2 separate regions of the Mus musculus genome follow, and region 1 is linked to region 2. Evidence: chromatin contacts called from public ChIA-PET data. All regions are on one chromosome and are shown on one strand. The core of a region is the stretch at or near the end of the contact, and the rest is flanking DNA. Distances in the headings are between cores, read along the strand shown.

What was found. ChIA-PET counts read pairs in DNA pulled down with a chosen protein or histone mark.
Region 1: an RNA polymerase II ChIA-PET map of effector CD8 T cells shows a contact between it and region 2, with 5 read pairs. The contact joins the promoter of Slc12a6 here to the enhancer-like site in region 2. A contact is called at or near these places in 1 of 39 promoter capture datasets (macrophages), 5 of 15 datasets of contacts at CTCF or cohesin (CD8 T cells, the G1E-ER4 cell line, the NIH/3T3 cell line and 1 more), 38 of 484 Hi-C or Micro-C datasets (the AML12 cell line, CD4 T cells, CD8 T cells and 27 more), 12 of 115 datasets of contacts at active chromatin or transcription factors (CD8 T cells, the HPC-7 cell line, bone marrow-derived dendritic cells and 5 more) and 3 of 9 other capture datasets (adipose tissue, liver and pancreatic islet).

Annotation. Positions count from the first base shown.
Region 1 is chr2:112,261,938-112,268,300 of GRCm38.p6, reverse strand. It overlaps Slc12a6 (solute carrier family 12, member 6), which reads right to left and starts at 1,987. Exons shown (of 25, transcript NM_133649.2): 1 at 1,209-1,987. The coding sequence starts at 1,479. Nop10 (NOP10 ribonucleoprotein) reads right to left here. Exons shown (of 2, transcript NM_025403.4): 1 at 6,224-6,363; 2 at 5,403-5,988. The coding sequence starts at 6,277. The coding sequence ends at 5,848.
Region 2 is chr2:112,220,639-112,226,942 of GRCm38.p6, reverse strand. No RefSeq gene overlaps it. Among named protein-coding and RNA genes, the nearest start is that of Lpcat4, 16 kb to the left of the region's middle. Within about 2 kb of position 4,137, at least 9 of the 459 cell types and tissues checked have an H3K27ac peak or open chromatin away from gene starts, as enhancers often do. A contact at or near this core is called in Th1 cells and effector CD8 T cells, where this site is marked.

The DNA.
Region 1 (6,363 bases), core at 738-3,237, 44 kb before region 2:
AAAAGGAAGTTATGATCTTTTATCTCATACTTTAACATAGTGTATATAATCCAGTGTAAGGTTTATTAAGCAACAGAAAGCAGTCAGACTAGGAATTAACTCATACTACTGCCATAAAAGAAACATGACTCGCTAAAGATTAGTTAATTTTGGAACTATAAGCTTTACCAAGTCTATCTTTCTCAAGACATTAAAAACAAGCAAATTTGAGGAACTAAAACTATTCTGGCTTCCGGAACACTTAAGGTCAGGAGGAACACTATTTCCTGAGACCGGAAATGGTAAGATAGCCTTGCTTTAACAAGTCACTGTCTAAAGCCATGTTTTCAAACTTGTGTAGAATAGAATTTTTAAAAGTCTTTAAGATTCTTAAGGGAAAAACTTAAATAATAAAAAAAAAGACTTATGCTGGTCCGAATGAGGCATAAAACTAAGTGGCAGTTCTCAAGTTTTTTAACTGAGTCTGGAAAAAGTAACTTTCCTCCTTGCATCACCTCTTCCCACTAAATCAAAGGAAAACTTCTAATTCAAGTCAGGCTCGTCAGCTCAAGGTCAAGTCTGGAAAGTGGTTAATACGAACAGAAGTGGCTTCTATAGGTTCTGACTACAAAACTCAATATACAATATACAAAATAGTTATCTAAAGCTCAGCAGGGAAATTATGTGGGAATCATGCACGAGAAGTCCCTCTCGAAAGTTCCATTCTTTCAAGAGAGTACCACTTCCTTGAGTGAATTCAGTTACTTTAAATACTCTATAAAAACATAAATTTCAAAAAATAATTTTATGACACCCAACTGAATCTGCAAAAGAATCCAGTAAGACACAAGATGTAACAACCTGCCTTAAACGCTGACTTAGGAGTCAAAGCCCCAAAGCTCTCTAGAAAGCGCATATCCAGCCCATTAAAATTTTAGTTTAGAACTTTTTTTGTGTGTTGTAAAAGATTTAATTTTTTAAAAATAGTCATTTTAATTAGAAATAAGACAGAAATAAGGAAACCAAAATAGACATTTCCTTGCCCTCTTGCCAGCTACTTTCCCACGCCAAAAAGACTACTGCAGTGACCTACTAACTGTCGCTATTATTCCCACACTCGTAAGCATCACAGAAACGTGGGCCTTAATTTATGATTATAAAATTAGGGTAGTTAGCCAACATGGACAACCCAAGGGTTGAAACACCCGGCTCTCTGAGTCTCTACTTACCCTCCGTAACATCCTGGGGATTAGAAGTCCGGTCACTGGAAGGATCTAGGGCAACAGTTGCCAGAGAAGTAGTAGCCCCAGACAGTTCGCTCATAGGCTCACTACGGCTTGTTTCTGGCACACTTTCTCGGGAGCTAAATCTTACTCGAGAACTAGACCGAGAGCTGAGGTCCGGGCTGGTGTCTGACAAACCTGGAATGTCATCAATCTTAGTTGGTGTCACCATGAACCGAACTGAGGACATCTTGGTGGTGGCTTCTGGTGGATGCATTTTCCCCCCCCTTTCCTTTTTGACAAAGAAAAAAGGAAAAGCTCACAAAAACTCTTCCTCCTACACTAGCTACTTCTGATTGCAAAAATAGAAGGGGAAAAAAAACCAAAAACCCTCAATTACCCTGATTTACAGCCCACAAAGGCCCAATTAAGAATCCGTGTATAGAATTCAAGCCAGCTGTTTTATAAAGTGCCCCACCAGTAACTGAAAAATAATTTTCGAGAAAACAAAATAAGAACAAAACGATGCTAATCCTGTATAACTTGGTTCTTTCAGAATCCTAGCTATCTCCCCTGGTCCAGGGCTGAGGGCTCCGTGCCATGATCTCACAGCAGCTGGTGACGCCTCCCTCTGCTCAACCCCCAGGGTCCGGATGAGGTAGTTAGTCCTTTATCTGCCGAGTGTCCCACGGTTCTAGCTGAGGACGGAGCATGCAGGCCCACCCTTATCAGGCGTATAAGAGCGTGGATCAGATTGCGCAAAGGTGTGCACCAGCCACCTGTTGTGTATCAGGTGAATACCCCACAGGTCTGGCTGGGAGGAGGTGTGTGCTGAGCCACCCGATGTTTTTGAGGTCGATAATCCACTTGGGTCTGGTGGGAGAGATGCGCATGCATAACGGGAAAATACCCCCACACTACAGGAAGGAGAAAGAGGAGAGCCACGAGAGGATGCCGAAGCAGAGTGGATTCCTGCCTCCCAGAGGTCTCGTCCTGGCAAAGGAGCTGGAGGCGGCGGCTAGCGGATCAGGGCAGCTCCCACTGCAGGGTCGTGGCAGGTCGTGGCGAGTCCCTCAAGCCCACGACCGCTCGCCGTGTTTGCACTGCGTGTGACAGGACGCGCTTTCCTCCCGGGGCCCGTTAGCCTCTCGCCGGCTTTCCTTGGGTCTCGGCGGAGGGAGAAGACGGCCAGGCAGGCTGGTCCCGGCTACGGAGGAGGTCGCAGGTGCGGGAGCCCGCGCCAGCTGATGCGGGTGCGCGCGCAGCTGTTGTTTACTAGCCGCTAACCGTTCCGGAGCCGCGGCGCGCAGGAGGCCCCCTCCCCGGCAGACGCCCGAGGCCGTTACGTGACCTCGCCGCCCCCCGCCCCGGGCGCGGCGGGCTGTGCCCGCGCCGCCGCAGCCCTCCCCTTTCCGCCCCTCTCGTTCCTCATTCGAGGTTAACCGTCCGGAGAAGTCTGGGGAGCTAGAGGGCGGCGCCGTCCTGCGGCCGGGCAACAGCAGCCCCGCCCGGAGCATGCAGCGCGGGAGACAGAGGGCACCACGCCTGCGCGGACCGGCGACTCTCACGTGGAGCACGACGGGAACTGTAGTCCGCCCTAGGGTCTGAACGCGTGTGGCGAGCTGCTTTTTCCTCACCTGTGCTCCACGTACTCAGTATGCTGCTTAGAGGCACTCAGTGAACACTGACCCGCGAACCGCAAGGGTCATCTCTAAAAGCTCTCTGGAAACCTTAACTCTATGGCACCCAAACCTCCCATTACGGTATCTAGTTACCTTAGATGTGACCTCTGTAAAAATTCAGTTGTCTTTTCTAAGACACCTGTATCTTGTTCATCATTATGGGCTACTTTCCCCTTTCTTGTTCATATCCTTTTGAAACTGCAAGCCAGGCTTAAATTTCCATTAAAGAGAACTTATACAGACATGGAGAAGACATTGGGATATCTGCTCTGCAACATTTCCAGGATTTGACCCACTTTATTAACACTAGAATGTTTATTTAATTCGTCAAGGTGTTTTAATAACTTTCAGTTCAACCATGTTTTACTTGAAAACGCTCTGAAAGTTTGATCAAAATGCAGAAACTCACTGGAGCCTTTCCTGAGACCTTTCCTTTCCTCCTAGTTGCAAATCAGTGGACTTAATAATGGAGCAGGAGGCTAGACCCTCAGTGGTTAACAGCGTTTACTGCTCTGAAGGAAACCCTAATTCCGTTCCCAGTTCTCATGGCCCTGTAACTCCAGGTCTAGGTGATAAGACCCATGCTGGCACTGCACTTAAATACACATAAAAGATTTATAGTTTAAAAAAAAAATGAATCAAAACCATCTTAATTCCAGGGCTTGGAAATTCACTTTGACCAAATGGCAATTTCCAGTCGAGTTTGATAGCTTGGAAATAAAACGAAACCCGTTAAAATGTAAAATTGTATTAGATCTTTGAGTATTTGACATATCCAAAGCCCTTGATTCTATCCTCATCAGTGAGGGTGGGGGCAGGGTTAGAAAACTGGTACACTTATTTATTTTGAGTGTACAAATACATGAGTCCTTCTGATTATAGGTCCCAGGATCTGAACCCAGATCTGCAGGCTTGTGGGTGAAGCACCTTTGCTGCCAAAATACCTCTTTTGCTCTTTAGAGAAAGTGAAACATGAGTTCATGTTGCACAGGATGTCCTCAAACTATATAGCCGAGGATGACTTTCTTTTTTCTTTTGTTTTTTTTCCAGACAGGGTTTCTCTGTATAGCCCTGGCTGTCCTGGAACTCACTCTGTAGACCAGGCTGGCCTCGAACTCAGAAATCCACCTGCCTCTGCCTCCCAAGTGCTGGGACTAAAGGTGTGCGCCACCACTGCCCGGCAGAGGATGACTTTCAACTTCTGACCTGCCTTTACTTCCCAAGTGCTGGAATTATGGGGTCACTAAACCCAGTCTTCTGTAAAGCTATGTGCATGTTAGAAAGTCACTGGACCTACTATGTTATGTACACCCTCAGCTCCCTTTAGTTTTCTGATACAAGGACTAACTACATAGCCTAGGCTGGCTTGGAACTCATAGGGATCCTTCTACCTCATTCTATGACAGAATTAGACATCAGCTACCATGCACAGCCTGGATTTTTAAATATAGCCTATAGCTAGCTAATGGCTGGGCAGTGGTGATGCACACCTTTAGTCCCAGCACTTGGGAGGCAGAGGCAGGCAGATTTCTGAGTTCGAGGTCAGCCTGATCTACAGAGTGAGTTCCAGGGCAGCCAGGGCTATACAAACCCTGTCTCGAAAAACCAAAACCAAAACCAAAACCCAAACCAAACAAAAACCTTACAAATGTACTGTGTCTTGAAAAACCAAAACCCACACCAAACCAAACCAAAAACCTTACAACTGTTCTTGAAGAAAAGAAGCCCATCTCCTCAGGAATCTACTTTCTAAGGCAGCCTTGATGGCCATTCAAACTTCACAGACTTTACAATGACATTTTGCGCAATTTCTGCTCTCTGACACATGCCAGTCTTTTTGCATGTATTTATATGCACTACCTAGCTCACTCTGACAGCTCTTCCTCTTGCCCCCAAACACATAATCAAGCTCCCTAAAGCCATGTGTATCCAGGGGATTGTCTAAGTCATTGCTAGAGTCACACGTTTCCTTTTCTCCATGGTGACTAGTACTACCTCCAGGTTGAAGTCTTTATTTTGGTATGCACAGCTCGTGGCATAGAAGTAATGCTAACAATGCTAATGTTTTATTTTTGCAATCGAAGGACAGAATTAATTGTATCCAATACTGAAAAAAACCAAGAAGACATATCTCCTACCAGACAGATTTCACTGGCTTGGTAAAGAAACATCCACAGGCTGGCGCACACCTTTAAGATAGTGTTCAAAGGCAGAGGCAGTTAGACCTGAGGTCCAGGGCAGCCAGCTCTACATAGAGACTCTGTCTAAAGAGAGAAAAAGAAAACTTCCAGGGTTGGGCATACTTGTTATCTCAGAACTCAAAATGTAGTGGTAGGACTGGAGAGAGGGGTGCTTCCCAGAGGACCTGTGTCTATCCCCTGCAGTCACAGAAAGACTAGCTATCAGTCTCTAGTCACCAGGGATCTGACTCCCTCTTCTGGTCTTGATGGTTACTGGCACATATAGGCATAGACACATGTCGGTAAAATACTAAAACACACATACATTTTTTTTTACTCTTTGAGGAATTCAGAATATTTTTTAAAGGGCCCACAATTAGACAGTAGTTTTCCAGGGAATGCTGACCTTTGTAGGAGTCTTTCACAGCCTTTTTCCCCCCAACACCCTATCGTCGATGGCACACAGTTCTATTGCTACAATGAGGGCTTACGAATGTTCTCAAGTGGCCTTGTACTACCAACGGTACTACCCTTCCCCCATCTCTTCCTCCAACAACACACAAAATGAACTTTCAGTTCACTATATCTTTAATAACCTGGCATGAAAAAAAGAAAGAAAAATATTGTTCCTTTTACAGGCGAGGCCCATCAGTATAGACTCATTCACGTGGTGAGTGAGATAGGATTCCAAACAGCATGGGAAGGCTTCAAGGCTTACAGATTGACGCGTTTGGTTGCTGATAATAGGCCGAGGCATGAGCAGCGTAAAAGATTAACGAGCCCTCAGAGGACAGGACGCGGTTGCTGGGTCATGAGCACCTTGAAGCGTTTCTTGATGGTGATTCGGTGTCTTGAATATTTGTCATCTGGGGAGAACCGAGCAGGATGGGCGGAGCAAGTCTGTTGTCCCATAGGGTCAAATTTCTGCTCAAGGAAAAATAAAAAATATCTCAATATGAGTGGTGTGATAGAAAGAAACAAGAAAATGGGTGACCTGAGGCCAGGAGATCGCGTGGTCAGAAAAAGAAGCCACTGCCTATCTACCACGTTTTGGCTCCGACATGGCTCCACTCAGTGGGCTGCGCAGGCCGGTTCCAACTGTTCCTCCCATCTAAATTTCTCGTCCTTTTGATATATAGCTGTTTCCTCCTCCCCTTACCTTCAGCGTATAAACGCGATCGCCCTGCTCGTTGAGGTAATATTGGAGAAACATAACTGCCCTCAGCAAAAAGACACACGTACTACCGCCAGCCGCGTTTACTCCGAGTGCGCCGCTTCAATCGCGTGCGCCAACAACCT
Region 2 (6,304 bases), core at 2,888-5,387:
TAGGCCCTGGCATAGTCTCACAAGAGACAGCTATATCACGGTCCTTGCAGCAAACGCTTGCTAGTGTATGCAATGGTGTCATCGTTTGGAGGCTAATTATGGGATGGATCCCTGGATATGGCAGTCTCTAGATGGTCCATCCTTTCGTCTCAGCTCCAAACTTTGTCTCTGTAACTCCTTCCATGGGTGATTGTTTCCAATTCTAAGAAGGGGAAAAGTGCCCACACTTAGGTCTTCGTTCTTCTTCAGTTTCATGTGTTTTGCAAATTGTACCTTATATCTCGCTATACTAAGTTTCTGGGCTAATATCCACTTATCAGTGAGTACATATCATTTGAGTTCTTTTGTGATTGTGTTACCTCAATCAGGATGATGCCCTCCAGGTCTAACCATTTGCCTAGGAATTTCACAAATTCATTCTTTTTAATAGCTGAGTAGTACTCCATTGTGTAAATGTACCACATTTTTTGTATCCATTCCTCTGTTGAGGGGCATCTGGGTTCTTTCCAGGTTCTGGCTATGATAAATAAGGCTGCTATGAACATAGTGGAGCATGTGTCCTTCTTACCGGTTGGGACATCTTCTGGATATATGCCCAGGAGAGGTATTGTGGGATCCTCCGGTAGTACTATCTCCAATTTTCTGAGGAACCGCCAGACTGATTTCCAGAGAGGTTGTACAAGCTTGCAATCCCACCAACAATGGAGGAGTGTTCCTCTTTCTCCACATCCTCGCCAGCATCTGCTGTCACCTGAATTTTTGATCTTGGCCATTCTGACTGGTGTGAGATGGAATCTCAGGGTTGTTTTGATTTGCATTTCTCTGATGATTAAGGATGTTGAACATTTTTTCAGGTGCTTCTCAGCCATTCGGTAATCCTCAGGTGAGAATTCTTTGTTTAGCTCTGAGCCCCATCTTTTAAGGGGGTTATTTGATTTTCTGGAGTCCACCCTCTTGAGTTCTTTATATATATTAGATATTAGTCCCCTATCTGATTTAAGATAGGTAAAGATCCTTTCCCAATCTGTTGGTGGCCTTTTTGTCTTATTGTCGGTGTCTTTTGCCTGACCAAGGCAAGTCTTATAAAAAACAACATTTAATTGGGGCTGGCTTACAGGTTCAGAGGTTCAGTCCATTCTCATCAAGATGGGAGCATGGCAGTATCCAGGCAGGCATGGTGCAGGAGGAGCTGAGAGTTCTATGTCTTCATCCAAAGGCTGCTAGTGGAAGACTGACTTCCAGGCAATTAGGGTGAGGATCTTATACCCACACCCAAAGTGACACTCCCATTCCAACCAGTTCACACCTATTCCAACAAGGCCACACCTTCAGATGGTGTCACTCCCTGGTCCAAGGATATACAAACCATCACAGTGTGGTAGGTGGATGGAAATCAGAAGTATGTCTCCCATATACTTTTGGGATCATATGTATTTTTTGCTTATTTCAGAGATAAGTTATAACAAAAAAAAGAATTCTCATGAGAAATCATTTTGTTACTTTTTAGTTATTTACTTAGTTCAAAATATGAAATGAATCGTATGTAACATACACTATCCTCGAAATAAACACAAGGAAAAGATAGTCAGCCCCTGGGGGTTGCAGTTAGCATTGTAGCCTCCTCCCCCCATATCACTTTTGATATATTTAAGTTGAACTATTTTTTTGAAATCTCTATAATGGAAGATGCTCACTTAACCATCTTGATTCTTATTAGGGGAAAAAACTGGTTGGGGTTCTCCTTGTAGTCTTAATGCTAGCACACCTTTTCTGCCTTTATTCTAGGTCTGTTCTTAGAGGAGTTTGAGTTTGGAGGAAAAAAAAATTGTTAATTTTTTTTCTTAACACCTTCAAGAATATTTACCAAGGCCTTGGGATGAGAGTTGAAATTTTAAAGGAGGAACCTCTGTACAAGGGGACACGAGAGCTGGACAGGGGAGGGGATCCCACCTCTGTGGCTCTAAGTGTATATAGTATGCTGGGTATAACTGTTTCATCACTGTCTTCTGGTGTTTGAGGCGCTCAGATTAAACAACAGCAGCCTCAGCAGCAGTAACTTGTAAATTCTTCACCATCCTTTGTCTCCTCAAACCAGAGGCCTGGAATTATAGTCACTAATCACTTTCCCTGACTACTGAGTTTTCCATTTGCAGTGAACCTTGGAAAATCCTAGAACAGGAAAGGACATAGGGTATTTCCTATTTTTTAAGAAGCACCGCTGTTGTCTTTTGGCATTCTTTGGATGCGCACTAATCTTTCCTAGGGATAATGCTATGAATTTGTGTGGCTGCAGTGAAGGATGTTCAAAATAAACAGCCTTGACTTTGGCACTGCAGCCCTGTTGGTGGGAGTGTTGTTCAGTAGCTCCTTTGCCTGAGGCAGGCACCCGCCCACCCTCCCTCACACCCCTGTCTAATTTCAGCTGCCTCTGAAGCCAGTCCCACCCACGACTTCTTTGTCCTAAGGGTTTCTGTTTTCTAGTGGTTGAAGAGCTCTGCTTCATATCCTTTATTTCAGAAACTGCTATTTGTGTTTTGGTGAAAGATCCAAGAACAAACAGCAGAGCACAGGAAAGAGCTAGATCTGGGAGCGTGTGTTTAGCCAGGAGAATTAGTGTTGCCAGTGTAGGATGTGGACAAGCCAATGCAGAGACGTGTTTGAACACTAATTGTGTTCATCTGGCTTAGCATGGTACCTGGCATCAAGTGATTGCATCATGATTATTCATTGGAAGATAAGTTATATTTATTGATTTTCATGCCATATTTTACAAAAATTATTTATTTGCTCCCAATCAGAACAAATAATATAAGTAATATACAAAAATTAGAACCAAGGAAAATATAAATAAGGACAAGTAAGTAAGTTGAGGTGCATTTAAAAAGAAACACTTGTTCTAAAAAACAATATTTCTGAGACATAGTCTACTCACAAATACTTTTTTTTTTTTTTTCCGAGACAGGGTTTCTCTGTATAGCCCTGGCTGTCCTGGAACTCACTCTGTAGACCAGGCTGGCCTCGAACTCAGAAATCCACCTGCCTCTGCCTCCCAAGTGCTGGGATTAAAGGCGTGCAGCACCACACCCAGCCACAAATACTTTTGATTAAAAAGTTTTTGTCTTTATGTGGCCAGAGAGACGGCTCTGTAAAGTGCTTACAGCGATTGCAGAGAACCTGAGTTCAAGACCCAGATCCCATGTTGACTGTTCACGACCATTGTCAGTCCCACAAATTTCAGAGGGACCTGATGCCTCCGACTTCTGCAGTGCCAGCACTCACATACATGTGCACCAACACACACACACACACACACACACACACACACACACACACTCACACACACATACACCCACACACACACTCACACACCCACACACACCCACACACACCCACACACACACACACTCACACATACACTCACACACACACACACACACACACTCACACACACTCACACTCACACACTAAAACAGCAACTCTTACTTTTCATTTACTTATTCTCTGGGTGTACCAGTGACATGCTTATACAGGCCAGAGGACAGCTTGTGAGAATCCATTCTCTTCTTCCACACGAATCCCAAGGATTGAACTCAGATCTTCAGTCTTGGCAGCAATCGACCTTAACCACTGACCCGTCTTGCTAGTCGGTATTCTGTCACTTTCGAATGTATCTTTTTACATTTGAAAAAGTTCAAAGTAAAATTTAACACACCGAATAACTGTGTAGCCTCAGTATTCTCTAAGGGCTACGTCTTTTATAACTACAGTACCACAGTAAAACCAGGAAACCAGCTTTGATGGATTCTGTGTATGGTTCTTTGTTATTTTAGCACACGTGTGAACTTGGGAGCCCATTGACTCGAACTTGGGTCCTCTGCAATAGCAGTGTACACTCTTAATTGTTGAGCCAACCTTCCAGTACCATAATAATAAAAACTTTTAAATAAAAACATTGTAGAGTAGATTCCGAGTTAGTAATGTTGGCTGGTAGAACAACCGGTTTGTTGTTGTTGTTTTAATCTACCTTCTAAGTTGTCTATTTGTTCTTATTTATATTTTTCCAGTCCCACCTCAGTCAGGATGCAGAGTTATCTGTGTTTTCAAAGATCTCTTTGTGCTTCCTCTCTGTGGTCACAGATGTCTTCCCCTCCCACGACACTTAATCCTGGCAGCCACGAGCTGGGTTAGTCTTCTTTCCATCACCGAGTTCACACATCAACTAAAAGTGTTGTGTGAATAGATCCATCATACAGATATGTCTCTTGACTTGTTTTTCATTTAATGGAGTGCTCTCCAGAGCTGTGTGCTTCAGTACTGCATTTCTATTTTTTTTAAATTACCATTTAGTATTCCACAAAATGGATTTACCAGTTTATTTAACCATGCATAGATTAATAGGCATGTTGATTGTTGCCAGGTTTTAGTGATTCTAAAGCCAGGGTGCTTGTATATAGGCTTTTGTAAAATTTCACTTCTTTAGTCTTTGTACCAGGGAAATAATTGCTAGCTTTTGTTGTTTTTACTTAGTTTTCTGTTACTTTGAGACAGGCCCTGTATTGTGTAGTACAGGTCAGACTCAAACTTACTATCAGATCAGGCTGGCCTTGAACTTGTGATCCTCCTGACTCAGCCTTCCAAATAACTGGGATTGGTATGTTTAGTTTTATAAGAAACTGTCAAACTGTGGTCAATCTTTTCTGTTACCACCCACAACCATCCAGTTGTTCCACATTTTTGCCAGCATTTGGTATTGGATTTCTGTACTATTAATCAATCAATTGATTGATTTATGGGTATGGGTATGTACATCTGTGCATGTAGAGACCAGAGGTGGACCTCGAGATATCTCTGTCCATCTCATCTTTTGAGAAAATGTCCATTTCCAGTACCTGCATTGCACCATTTCTTAGCTAGACTTGTTTGTCAGTGAACTCTGGGGCTCTGCCTGTAGCTGGGGTTAAAGACGTGGGCCACCAACCAAGGTTTTATGTGGATGATGGGGATCTGAAATGAGATTCCTCATGCGTGTGAAGCAGACACTTTACTCACAGAGCCAGGTCCCCAGCCTGTTCATTTCTATGTTATCTGCTATAGCAGGTAGTAGTAGTAGTAGTAGTAGTAGTAGTAGTAGTAGTAGTTGTTGTTGTTGTTGTTGTTTCTGCTTTGTGATCTTATTTGCATTTCTCTAGTGGCTAGTGATAGTGATATCTTTCATTGGTTCTTTAAATTTTCCCCCAAATTTCTTCCTTTTGAACAATGAAACCAACTGAGATCGTAATTCATGTCTCCTGCTTAGCTCTAATTAACGCCCATCTTCGTTTTCCTCCCTTCAGCATCTCACACCTACAGGAGCCTAAAGTAAGAGGACATGATAAGGAAGAAGCTCTCTCATTCCCAGCTGTTGTCTTTTCTTGTAGGAGACATGGACATCCTTGTGCTCATAGATAAGCACTAGGGAAAACAGGAATGTTAAACACACAGGGCCGTCTCTTCAAAAGGAGAATTGTAGAACTTGTTTTATGCCCAGAAAGCTGGGAATGGAGGTGGTTACTAGCTTGGTGACCTTTGTACTATCTGTATGACCGAAACCACACCAGAGCCTCCTCAAGACCTTTAAGAAGTCACATATTATCAATCTATAGAACCCATCTTTATGGAAGATGTCGCATGTACTTTACAGAGAGTTTTGATGTAGTCCTACCAGAAGCTTTATTGTGCATCTGGGATTGAGTTAATTATCAACAGAAAACCGCACCCCCCCCCCCAACTGTGCTGTACTTAACTATCTTAAAATAAACTTCCCAGTGGCAAACTCTTGATGTTGAACCAACACTGGCTGCTGAGTCATGTTGAACTAGACTTCTTTCTTCCCTCACTTGTACGATGCTCTGTTGGTGATGGTGGTTTTAGAGACCATCTGCACACTTTCTGAGGCCCTTCCACTTGCATATGTCTGTCTTTTCTGAAGACTTCCCATCCCCAGATTTCTGTCCTTTCTGATTACTCATCTTTAGACACAGCGGGTGTTATCGCTCAGGATGACCTGTGTCTCATCAAGATAACTGATAGCATCAGGTGTTGGGGCTTCTGTAACAAAGCCTGGACAAGATTTCAAGCTCCTTTCCTACAGCCAATGGGGACACTTCAGCTTCCTGGAATTATGAAGATAAGAAATCCAAAGGCATCCTGTTTCCTAGCTTCTTGGCTTTCTTGGTGGAGGAGTAAGGTACACCATCTTTTCATACCATTTTCATAGCTTTCCTTTTTATTCACTTGTGAGTTTTGACTTTTGTTGTTTGAGGGT